Regions from separate parts of the Mus musculus genome. Here regions 2, 3 and 4 are each linked to region 1. A link is a contact called in public promoter capture Hi-C data. All regions are on one chromosome and are shown on one strand. Each heading gives the region's core, a stretch centred on a gene start, on an enhancer-like site or on the middle of the called end of the contact. The rest is flanking DNA. Distances are from core to core; before and after follow the strand shown.

Evidence for each region. Promoter capture Hi-C pulls out the DNA fragments that hold promoters and counts their contacts. Capture Hi-C pulls out chosen DNA fragments and counts their contacts.
Region 2: a promoter capture Hi-C map of liver shows a contact between it and region 1, with 4 times the contacts expected there. The contact joins the promoter of Rspry1 here to the promoter of Cfap20 in region 1. A contact is called at or near these places in 1 of 39 promoter capture datasets (hippocampal neurons), 1 of 484 Hi-C or Micro-C datasets (CD8 T cells) and 1 of 9 other capture datasets (liver).
Region 3: a contact with region 1 is called in a promoter capture Hi-C map of adipose tissue, with 3 times the contacts expected there. The contact joins the promoter of Arl2bp here to the promoter of Cfap20 in region 1. A contact is called at or near these places in 2 of 115 datasets of contacts at active chromatin or transcription factors (memory CD8 T cells and pancreatic cancer cells) and 2 of 9 other capture datasets (adipose tissue and liver).
Region 4: a promoter capture Hi-C map of liver shows a contact between it and region 1, with 4 times the contacts expected there. The contact joins the promoter of Pllp here to the promoter of Cfap20 in region 1. A contact is called at or near these places in 2 of 39 promoter capture datasets (liver and pre-B cells) and 1 of 115 datasets of contacts at active chromatin or transcription factors (pancreatic cancer cells).

The regions. Positions count from the first base shown.
Region 1 is chr8:95,433,482-95,436,280 of GRCm38.p6, forward strand. It overlaps Cfap20 (cilia and flagella associated protein 20), which reads right to left and starts at 1,388. Exons shown (of 6, transcript NM_008187.2): 1 at 1,007-1,388. The coding sequence starts at 1,090.
Region 2 is chr8:94,600,517-94,603,315 of GRCm38.p6, forward strand. It overlaps Rspry1 (ring finger and SPRY domain containing 1), which reads left to right and starts at 1,425. Exons shown (of 15, transcript NM_026274.4): 1 at 1,425-1,914. Psme3ip1 (proteasome activator subunit 3 interacting protein 1) reads right to left here and starts at 1,210. Exons shown (of 8, transcript NM_028221.4): 1 at 981-1,210. It overlaps LOC115486880, which reads right to left and starts at 2,375. Exons shown (of 2, transcript XM_030243886.1): 1 at 2,297-2,375; 2 at 1,100-2,129. The coding sequence starts at 2,375. The coding sequence ends at 1,420.
Region 3 is chr8:94,665,248-94,668,046 of GRCm38.p6, forward strand. Arl2bp (ADP-ribosylation factor-like 2 binding protein) reads left to right here and starts at 1,353. Exons shown (of 6, transcript NM_024191.2): 1 at 1,353-1,654; 2 at 2,350-2,411. The coding sequence starts at 1,617.
Region 4 is chr8:94,694,840-94,697,638 of GRCm38.p6, forward strand. It overlaps Pllp (plasma membrane proteolipid), which reads right to left and starts at 1,403. Exons shown (of 4, transcript NM_026385.4): 1 at 1,197-1,403. The coding sequence starts at 1,331.

The DNA.
Region 1 (2,799 bases), core at 138-2,637:
CTATGGGATACTCTTGACATAACTCTAGCTATGGATCTGAAAGAGTTGGTCAGACTGCTTACATACCAAAGGCCAGATCTTGAGGAACTCTCAACTGTCTTAGCCAAATGACAAGACACTCCCAACAGGTTTCTCTCAAAGCTGTCCTCAGAACACACGACTGCCTAGCAGTGACAAACAGAAGGCAATGCAGGTACTCTGTCAACCACTGTGTGTCTCAAAGCCCTTCTCTGTGAATTAGGAAAGACATTGTTCTAGTCCTACTACGAATAATCTTGACTTACTCCACCCATTCTATATACATCTCTATGAACACCACACTAGGCATATCACCTCTCTCCATCTTCCCCAGCCGAGGGCAGAACTAAAGATATTCCCTAAATCACCTGGCTTCCACATTAGAGTGACCACTTTATATTCAAAAACAAAACAAAACAAAAAAACGGTCCAGCTCACTGCCCCAGGAATCTTCATGAGAAAAGAAACGGCAAGGCATTTCATCTAGATCTTAATATCTCCAAAAGTGAACAGGGAAGGCCACCATCTCATGTGGCAAGCAAAAACACCATCCATTCTAGAGGACGGCTGGATAAAAATACAGAGGCTTGATACTGGCTCTCGAGAAGCCCCTAACAATCACCTTTTTGCAGGTTTCCCAATGGAGAAGGCCAGTACAGGAAGAATAGTACGGACTCTAAGTTACAGAGGGCTCGCAGCAAGTTCCAAAGGTTTGGCTGTCGACGGATGGAGCTAATGAATGGGATCAGAACAAGTCTGGCTTGGCCGGTGCTCAGGATGTCCGGGGAAAAGGCCCTCCGTATGGAGTGCAGCAACAGTGCTTGGCACCAGCGAACACATGCATGTCTTTCTTCAAAGTGCTATGCGTTTCAAGCTAGGCTGTGGGCACTCTGCCCCCATTCTACTGACCGGGACGTCAAGGCTCGGTAGCCACTCCATCACGTGGGCGGCTAGTCGGCCCCACCCCCGTCCCGCCCCCACCGCTCACCTTTTTGTCCCAGATCTGCAGGGGCTTGCTGCCGATGCTGTAGAGGATGGAAAGGAAGCCACTCTGGAACGTGTTCTTGAACATCTCGCCAGCCGCGGCCCCGCAGCCGCCGCCCTAGGCCCGGGATTGGAGATCGGCACCGAGCGGCGAAAGAGAGCGGGTGCCGCCGGTCCGAAGGTAGGACGCTGAGAGCTGCAGCCACTGACGGCGGGAAGCGGCGGCGTGACGCAGATCCGTAAGCCTCGGTGAGCACCGAGCCACCTCAGCACCGAAACCACAGCAACTGCCGCCCGCGCCGCCGAGCCTGCCGGAGAGGAGGCGGAGCGCCGCCTCGGCCCGCCACGGATCCCTCCGCACGCTTGGGCCCGCCCCTCGGAGGCGCATTGCCCAGTCCTGCCGCAGAAAGAACGGTTTCCGGTTCCTTCCGCCCTTAGGCCCGCCCCTTCCTGCCCCCTCGGGCGCGGAACTTGGTTGCCAAGGGACTATTCCCCGCCCCTCCCCGCCGGGGCCCAGACTTGGTTTAGAACAGCGGAAGGAGACTTTAAGTTTACCTCACGTGTTTACAGTGCCTGCGTGGTGTCATGGGAACCGGGAGGCGCGTGGAGGGGTGGAGTCATGCCAGACCCCTCCCCCGAAGGGCGGGAAGAGTGAGGAAGGTGGCTTTGTGCCAACGACAGATAAATATTATCCCTGGGTGTGTTGACTCCAGATTTTAATCCTAGTACCGGATTAAATCCCAGCAGAGGTAGAAAGATCTCTGAATTTGAGGTCTACATATCGAGCTCCAGGACAGCCAGGACTCAGAGACACCCTGTCGCAAAAAACAAATATTGGTTGGCCCAGGAGAACGTGTGAGCTAATGAACCAGTATTGATTGCCCAATTTACATCATCACCTTTAATTATCAAGTTACAGTGAATGAGCTGCTGTAAAAGCAATACTCTGGGGGAAAGCGTATCTCTTTAAATGCATTGATTCGAAAAGAAGAAAGCCGGAATATTAAGATATAAACAAAAATTAATAAAATCTTAAAAGTGGAATAGTTGAGTTGAACCGACAGCTGATTTTTTTAAAAAAAGTGTGTCAATTTCTGGAATATTGTAGGAAAGACATACGCTGTGTATTTCAAGTAGAAGGAAATCTCAAGTGTGGAAGACTTCCACCAGTCGCTGAGCGTCTTCCTAAATGGTGTTCCACCCAGGCCTGTGTTCTGGCGCACAGAAAAGAGTTTGAAGCACAGACGATCACTTTAGCAATTTTAACGATCATAGTTGCAAAGTTTACACATTTACTATGTGACGGGTATATGTGATGCCTTACCCTGTATTAACTCACTCTACCCTCACACCAAAGCTTTGAGTACTCCAGCCAGAATTTCTAGATATCGTGAAAACTATGTGAATCTATTACTATATAAAAATGAAACTTGTTATATGGAATTAATTTTTGCATGATATCTGGGAATTCTTTATGTACTCTAAGCCAAGTGAATAATTTATAGCTTGATTGTTTTTAAGTTGTTCAAAATATCCTCGGGGCTGGAGAGATGGCTCCGCTGTTAAGAGCACTGGTTGCTCATCCAAAGATCCTGAGTTCAATTCCCAGCAACCCCATGGTGGCTCACAACCATCTGTAATGGGAACTGATGCCCTCTTCTGGCCTGAAGGTGTACATACAGATAGAGAACTCAGAAACAAAACATAAATAAATAGAAATCTTAAACAAAATCCTCAGGAAAAAGATTCAAGATAAGAAATGATGGTATACACTGGAAGGAGAGGCCCATTGGACTT
Region 2 (2,799 bases), core at 175-2,674, 830 kb before region 1:
AGAAGCAGTACCCGCCAAACCATTTTGCTTGGTAGTTTATACTCTGCTTTGTTTTCTGGCAGTCTTGCTAAGGAAGCCAGGCCTGTCTCCAACTGACAGTCCCCCACACCCACACACAGCCTCGTGGTCCTAGGATTACAGGTACAAGCCACTACACGGAGCTCCTCCAAACCATTTTTATGATGTCTCTGGGGACACTTCAATAAATCAATTCACTTAACCAACGAAACTTGCTACACAGGTTGACAAGTCGCTGCAAATCCTACAGAGGTTCATATTAGACTTTGTGGGGTCCACTCTAGACTTAAACAATCAGACTGACCCAAGGGTGCAGCACAGGGTTTGCATTTTAAAACCAAGGGCCACAGACCTTGTGTTCCCCCAAGAAGCCATTTCCATGACCAATAGTTCTCCCTTTCCCTCTGCGTGGACTGGCATTCCAAGGGCACCAACTCTCAAAGAAGACATTTCAACGACCGGTTGTGTTCTAATAAAATAAGCACACAGCCTTGTTTCCTACTAGAAGAGAATGAGCGAGGCGCTGCAACGGGGAAATTTATTATGTACCCATCCTGCAACTACACACTTCGGGATTCAACGATGCTCAAGTCGGCATTCCACGTTTTCTAAGGAGCGAGGAGCTGCTCCGAATGGAACCGAGGCAGCAGCTCACTTTAGGCCTGATGGCTCCAGCTAACCGCAAAGTGCTGAAAGAAGACAAGGGGCCCGGCAGCTCGGGCGCGTAAGAAAGAGTCGGAACCTCCCACCACGACCGCCACGCCGTCCCGCAGACTCCCGCGGCTCCGCTCCGGAGTGGGCACCGCAAACTCCCAAGCCGGGCGACTCAGGACACCGCACTAGAAAGGACCGCGGGCTGGAGACAAACCTGGGCTCTAATCCTAACTCTGGCTTGGAGTTCACCCTCTCCACGGCCGAGAAGCCTGGTTTCGCCTCCCGGCGCGGACCCAGGCCGCACTCACCTACGAGAGCGCGGGAGGCGAGCCGCCCTCACCTCCGCGGCGCCTACCGTAAACCGTCGCCGCCAAGGCCACTCTCGCTCTTAAAAAACTAGAAAAGAAACCAAGAAAAGAACGACGGCTTAAAGGAAGAAAACACACTTCGCTATTGTATTCCTTTTGACCCTTCGGGGCTTCCTGTTCCTTACAGCCACAACACATTTCCACCCCGCTTCCGGCGGCATAGTCCAATCAACAGCTCTCTCCCTCCCCGAGCGCCTCGTGGAAATCCGGTGCTCCAAGACCGTATGGAGCGATCTGATTGGGTCGTTCGCCCTTCGGCAAGGGGATTAGCTGGTTCATTCCAGGCTGGCGGGCCGACCCGCGAGATCACGTGACACAAATCTTGACTGATGATTGGCTGTCTGAGAGAGAGGGCTTGCCACTGAGGAAGGGGCGTTTCCTAGGGGACTGAGGGAGGGCCCGGGCGGTGTGAAGCGGGGGTGGGCCCCTGCGCGTAATGGCAGTGCCGTGTCCCCGCGTCCATCTTTACCGCTCTCTTGGACCTGTCACAAAGGAGTCGCGCCGCTGTCGCTGTCCCCTCCCTCCGGTGGGCCCAGGAGCTAGTGCAAGTCAGTGCCACAGCCCGACCGCGCTGCTCTGGGAAGCCCCTTGGGGACGTGGCCGGGGAGGGAGCTTGAGGGCTAGCGACGCCTGTGAAGGAAGGGGACAGCCGCTGAAGCCTGGGTCGGAGAGACTGGACTGGGGCCGTGGCCGTCTCCGGGCAGGGGTCTTGGAGAGGGTGGCGTTGGTCAGAGCCTGGGAAGCAGCCGGCACACTCTCCTCCGAGGCCCGCGCTGGAGGCGCCTGAAAGCGGTTCCTGGAAGAGGGTGTTCCCCTTTAGGGGATCTTGACTGAAGGAGGTCCTGGGGTCACCCTCCCGAGGAGACTGGCTAAGGTGAGAAGCAGGTACCTCCTGGGGAGGCTCCGGACGCGGAGAGACCCTCGTTCGGGCTCCTCGGAACCGAAGGGGCCGAGGGGCGCACGTCGTGGGCAGGGATTCCTTCTGGGGAGTTTTGCGTTGCAGTGGGAAGCCGACTTCCCCTGGGATGGTCTGGTGTTGCCTTGGGGTGGAGAGTTCGACGTGAAGCGAGGCTGGGGAGAGTTCTTCGCCTTAGAGAGAGGCTGGAGGCGGGAGCCAGACCTAGCGGATTCTCCTACTCTCCAGGCCTGAGCTAAATATTAAGTAAAAAACCCTTGGGGAGGGCAGTCCTTTCCGTTGGAAAGCCCTAGATCGGGATGGTAAGCGGAAACGGGGATAGTCGGGGTTCTTCCCTCACTCTGGAGTCTGACTAGGTGTCCCAGAGTAAGGATTCTGCTGCCTCTGGCCTTCGCGCCAGAGTGGGACAGGGGAGTCATCCCACCAGCAGCACCCCCAAGCGAGCCTCCAAATTTGGCATTACTTCCTGCCGGGCCCGCTGTCTGCCTCACTTTCCCTGTTCTTACAGAGGGAGACCTAGTTAGAGCTACTGGGCTGAAACTCTTGAGATTCTGTCTTGCGCAGATGTCCGAGTAAGGTTTCGTCCCCTGGAGTGATGTACTTTGAACTTTTTTAAAGTTGGCAGTGTCTGTTACCGTCTGAGTAGAGTCGTGCAGTCTCCCAGGCTCCTCACTTAACCCATCTGCTTGTCCTTCCTTAGTTGAAGTGACTTGACATCTTAGAGTTTCTTCTGTAAAATAATCAACGCTGTGTGTGTGGAAGTAAGGTAGTGTAATGTATTGTTGTTGAGGAACAATGTGTTTTCTAATCTGGAAAATTGTTGATGTAAGAGACTAGCATAAA
Region 3 (2,799 bases), core at 103-2,602, 770 kb before region 1:
CTAGTTTGCTTATCAGAGCTGTGACAAAACACTAATCAAAACCAATTTGTGAGAAGAAAGGGTTTATTTTGTTTCCACTTCCATGCAACAGTCCATAACTGAGGGAAGTTGAGATAGGAACCTGAAGGCAGGAACTGAAGTAGATAAAGAAATGCTGTTAACTGGTTTGTTCTCCATAGCATGCTGAGCTTCCTTACATAGATCCTACACCTGCCCAGATATGGCACCACCCACAGAGGACTGGGCCTTCCCTCAGTCATTAAAATAATCCACATTCAAAACCAGGAGGTGATGGCACATGGCCTTTAATCCAAGTGCTTGGAAGGCAGAGGCAGGTGAGTCTCGAGTTCAAGGCCAGCTTGATCTACAGAGTGAGTTCCAGGACAGCCAGGGCAACACAGAGAAACCCTGTCTTGATGAAAAAAGACAGACACACACAAAATCAACTTCTTTCCAGGTCACTCAGGTCAAGCTGACAAAAAACCTACCAGCACGCCTGTCTTCAGCTTGACCAGGATACTCTGATCTTCCAGTGTCTTTGAAATCATCTTGGTTCCTGATGCTGTTAAGATAGATCCATGGATACACATTTTATGTCCATTCCAAAATGATTCAGATTGGCCACGTAACCCTAATTCATACCATAAATTTTCTAGTTATGTACTACACATTTGGCTAAAAGGTATCAGACCACCAAAGAGGCATGCTTAAAAAGGGGGCGGGGGGGGGGGGCGATCCCAGGAAACCTTTCTTCATGGTGTGGCAGTTTTAGAGGGGACTTTCTCCAAAGCAGTTATTCAATTTCTGATTACATCTCTCTCAGTGGTTGTCAACATTTTTGTGCTGCATAATTACCCAAGGAACCACTTACTGCCTAATAATTGTTTACGGGTTTGGTGCGAGTAAGCTGGCAGCAAACTCACTATGTAGCTGAGCAGGTCTTGAATGCCTTAAACCTCCACCTTCCAAGTGCTGGGACTACAGACGCATGCCACAACGCACTGCTTTTGATTTGAAGATCACAAATTAAGTTACAAGTCATCCACTTAATGCCGTGGACCCTTCCATACTTCCAAGAAGTAACTCTCTAGTAAATCAGACGTCTGCATTATCTAGGACAAACTATGAGAGTGGCTTTCGAGCAATTTGGCTATTTCTAGCGCTCTTAAAACACGGTTTCAACTACCTGATCTTTACAATTCCTAAATTGAAAATGAAGAAACCGAGGCTCTTGGCTCCAATTCTTTCATCCAGAAAAAAAAAAAAAAAGTCTACTGCCACCATTTTTTGCAGTCTTCTGCGTGAGACCGGGAACCTGAGGCTGTGATTGGCTGCTGGAACCGCGGGTAACCATAGTGACAGGAGGCGGGGCTGCGAGCTCCGTCTGCCCTAACACACCGGCGGGGTAGCCCCGCGAGAGGCCGGCGGGCGCTGGGCCCAGCCAGGAGCCGCAGCCCCGTCCTCGCGCGATCGCCGGGCGGGGCGTGGGTGCGGCCTTCTGCGGGCCCTTGATGCAGTTGAGGCCGCGCGGGTCAGAGAGGATCCCGGCCCGGCGGCGGGCGCGGTAGGAAGCGGCAGGGCCCCGGGCCCGGGCCGGTGACTGCGGCGCCCCTACGATGGACGCCCTAGAAGAAGAGAGCTTCGCGCTGTCCTTGTAAGTGAAGCGGCCAGGGTCTGCTCGACCTCGGCCTGCGGACGTCCTCTGGGTTGCGGGCTGGCCGGTCGAGGCTCCGCTCTAGCGGGGCGTTTTCTTCCCGTGGCCACCACGGGCATATGTCACAGATAACCAGCGCTTCCATCACAATCCTCTGGCCTCAATCGTGGCCGTCAGCAAAAACCCAGAGGCCTTGAGCTGCCCAGGCTGGCGGCGGCCTCACCGCCTGTCTAAAGCCACTCCTGACCAGTTACCCCCTAGGCCGGTGCCACTCCCGCGTGCGGTCACATTCACCAGCAGATAGGTGTGGCGTTAAGAGCCAGGATGCGGTGAGTAAATCCTGCGGGTAATAAACGCGGAAGTATGAAGTTGTGCCGCACCAGCCTCAGCTACCCAAATTGTTGGCTGCTTTTGTGATTGTCATACCGGTTTTCGTCACGAGTGTTTTCCTGTGTTTGTAATTTCTGTACTAGACAATAATCCTTGATTGGTGAAACTGAGTGATGGGAGGATCATCTTGCTATTATTTTTATGCACGTTGGGAATCTTACATTTTAAAAAATGCTAGTGGGCTTTGTTGTGATTGCCTGGTGTGTGCAAGGCCTTGGGTTCAATGCCCTTACCCACAGAAAACACAAGTTCAGCTCGAAAAATAATTATTTGGACCGGCACCTAATCCTGATGTGTTTTTTCAGCTCCTCCGCCTCTGATGCAGAATTTGATGCTGTGGTTGGATGTTTAGAGGACATTATTATGGGTAAGTTTCGACACTACTAAGTGACTTGTGCCCCTCTAGTTCCTATGGTCAATTCCTTGATTTAAATCAAGTAGACCCTTGCTTTACAACAATTTTTTAATGTATTCATTTACATATGTGATGGATCGTGGGTGGGGTTGTTGCCAGGAGACTATGGCTATGTGGAGCTCAGAGGACAACTTTGTGGAGTTGGTTCTCTCCTTCCACCTTCATGTGAGTTCTGAGGGTTGATCTCGGGTCACCCGTCTTACACAGCAGTGCCTTCAGCCCCCAAGCCATCTCAACACCCCAAACCTCTGCTTATAAGGGCATGCAGAGAAATAAATGTGAAGAGTTGATTTTCAAAACACAAAACACTGAAATTTTAACACACCGCACAATGTAATAG
Region 4 (2,799 bases), core at 153-2,652, 740 kb before region 1:
CAAGACCAATCTGGGCTATATGCGACTCTTGTCTCAAAAAAACAGAAACAAATTGAATCAAACAAAATAAATAAAACAAACAAGGCAATCACCAAGAGCCCAACACTCCAGGGTCGGCAGTGTCTGCGCGGCAGAGTTAAATTGGTCCCAGAAGAGAGCCTCATGCTACCCTCCCTGATCTCATCAAAACCAAACAGTACCCAAAACCACTCCAGGAGAAGACATTAAAATGCAAATTTCTTGCTGCGCTTTTGGAGATTCAAAGAGCAGTTTCACATTTTTTCCGGGGTTGGGGCCCAAGAATCTGAATTTTAAACAAACCCAGGGAGGAGACGGAGGGGGAAGGGGGAAGGGGGAAGGGGGAAGGGCGAAGGCTCACCAAGGAAGATCAGAAATCTCGAAACCAAGATAGTATGTATGCCCTAGGTGGAGATGGCCCAGGAAAGCCTCCCGACTCCCCAGCCCGGCCTGGCAGCCTGGCTCGAGGTGCCCACTGGAGGGATGATGACAGAAACAGATGCATGCCCACCTGCGGTGCTACCCTATTCCTCTACCAGCGGACCTCTCAGTTAATGGAGACCGTTCCCTAGGGGCAGCCACAGGCCTCCAGACCCTCGCAGGAGGGGACTATGAAAAGACAGCTGACATCTCAGAATGCACCCAATGGGAACGGGCAACTCTAGGATCTTCAGCTGGGACCTGCACAGAGTACGGGGGATGGCAGACACGTGGTTTCTTGCCTCTGCGAATCTCCACAGCCCAAGGAAGGAGATTCGACCAGCAGACCCTGGGTAGGTGCCCTGGTGGGAGCGCGCGTGTCAGAGCCACTGATGTGGTGTTCTGCCCTGTCCAGGAGGGCTACAGAGCGGTCGCATTTAGTGGTTAAAGCCGGGTGAAGAGGAGGGCAGTGGACTTTGCCCGGCGGAGAAAGCCAGGGCACGGTCCCAGAGGGAAGGGGGAAGGGTAGAAGAGAAGGGACAGACTGGCGGACAGTTGTGCGCAGCTATCTCAGCTACGGTATCGCCACGGTAACCACCCGGGTAGGGTGTGTATGGTCCCCTCCACAAGAGTCATGCTGTGCTCGCAGGGATGTCACACGAGCGTCCCCAGGTGCAAGCTTCCCGGCGATCTTGGGAGTGAGCGTCCCGGGGGTCCCCGGAGAGTCCCCCATCCAGTCCCCGAGCTACCCGGCTCACCAGCTGCAGAAGCGCGAGCACCCCAAGAGCGGAGCGCACGAAGCCCAGATCCGGTCGCAGCGCAGACACAGAGGCTCCCACGCCCTGCGCGGGGCTGCTGGTCCTCGTGCTCACTTTCGACGGGAACTCCGCCATAGCGATCGCGAGCCTACGACGCTCTGGCCGCGCTCCCGGCGCTGCTCCGGGGCTGCGACTGCGGCTCCGGCTGCTGGCGCTGCTTGGGTACCCTAGACAGAACTCACAGGTGCGCGAAGCCCAGCCCCGCTCCGCCCGAGGCCCCGCCCCTTCTTGAGGCCCCGCCCCTTAACCCTGGGTTCGCCTGTTTGGATAGAGATTTTGAAGAAGTCCGTAGACCGATCTACAGACAGCCAGGCAGGAAAAAATAAATCCAGGTAGTGGCAACTGCTGCTGTGACTGAATCTAACAGGGCGAGGCAGAGTGACCAGGAGATTTTTAGATGGTTGTTTTAGGGTCTCTATTACGGTGGTAGAAAACCATGACCAAAAGCAAATTGGGGAAGAAAGGGTTTATTTGTCTTATGCTTCCATATCATTGCTCATCACTGAAGGAAATCAGGACAGGAACTCAAGCAGGGCAGAGACCTGGAGGCAGGAGCCGATGCAGAGGCCATGGAGGGGTGCTGCTTACTGGCTTGCTTCCCCTGGCTTGCTCAGCCTGCTTTCTTATAGAACCCAGGACCCAGGGATGGCACCGCTCACAATGGACTGGGCCCTCCTCCATCAATCACTGAGAAAATTCTCTACAGGGCTTGCCTAGAGCCCGATCTTATAGAGGCATTTTCTCAATCCAGGTTCCCTCCTCTTGGATTGCTATAGCTTGTATTAAGTTGACAGAAAAGGAAGGAGCACATTAGTCAAGGAAGACCTGTCAGAAGTGGTGACATTTGTGCAGAGGCCTGAATCTGTGAGTAGGAGGAAACCTTGGGAGGATTTAAGTGAGGAGCAAAGGCGCAGTGGCAGGACCAACCTAGGCAGTTGGGGAAATAGAAAGCAGGTCCCCAAAGGGACTGGAGCTGAGCACATGAGGGTGACACTGACCCCCAGTGGGTAAGGACCAGGTCACAGAAGCTGTGTAGGTGACTGTACTATCCTATGGCTCCTTGTGACAACTTATCACAAGCTCAAGGTCCTAACAAAAGTTTCTTCTCAGTGATGGAGGCTAGATATGCAAAGGCATCATCACGGAGACACAGTCATGGTGTCCTGAGCTCAGGCAACCTCTGGGGTACTTTTGCCCACTTTTTGTCTTGAGACAGGAGATTGCTCTGTAATCCAGACTGACTTCATGCTTTTGACATTCCTCGTACCTCAGGTCTTTGCAGGCTGGGATTACAGATGACCTGCCGGCAGGGGATTCTGGTACCCTACCTAGCTCTGCCTCTCCTCGTATCATCAACTCTCCTCTTACTATGCACAAGATATCTCTCTCTCTCTCTCTCTCTCTCTCTCTCTCTCTCTCTCTCTCTCTCTCTCTCTCTCATCTCTTTTGTAAGGATATGGTCATGACTATATTGCCCATCAGATAATACAGTTCAATATCCTCAAATCAGGAATTTTAAGTATTTATTCAATCACCCCATCAC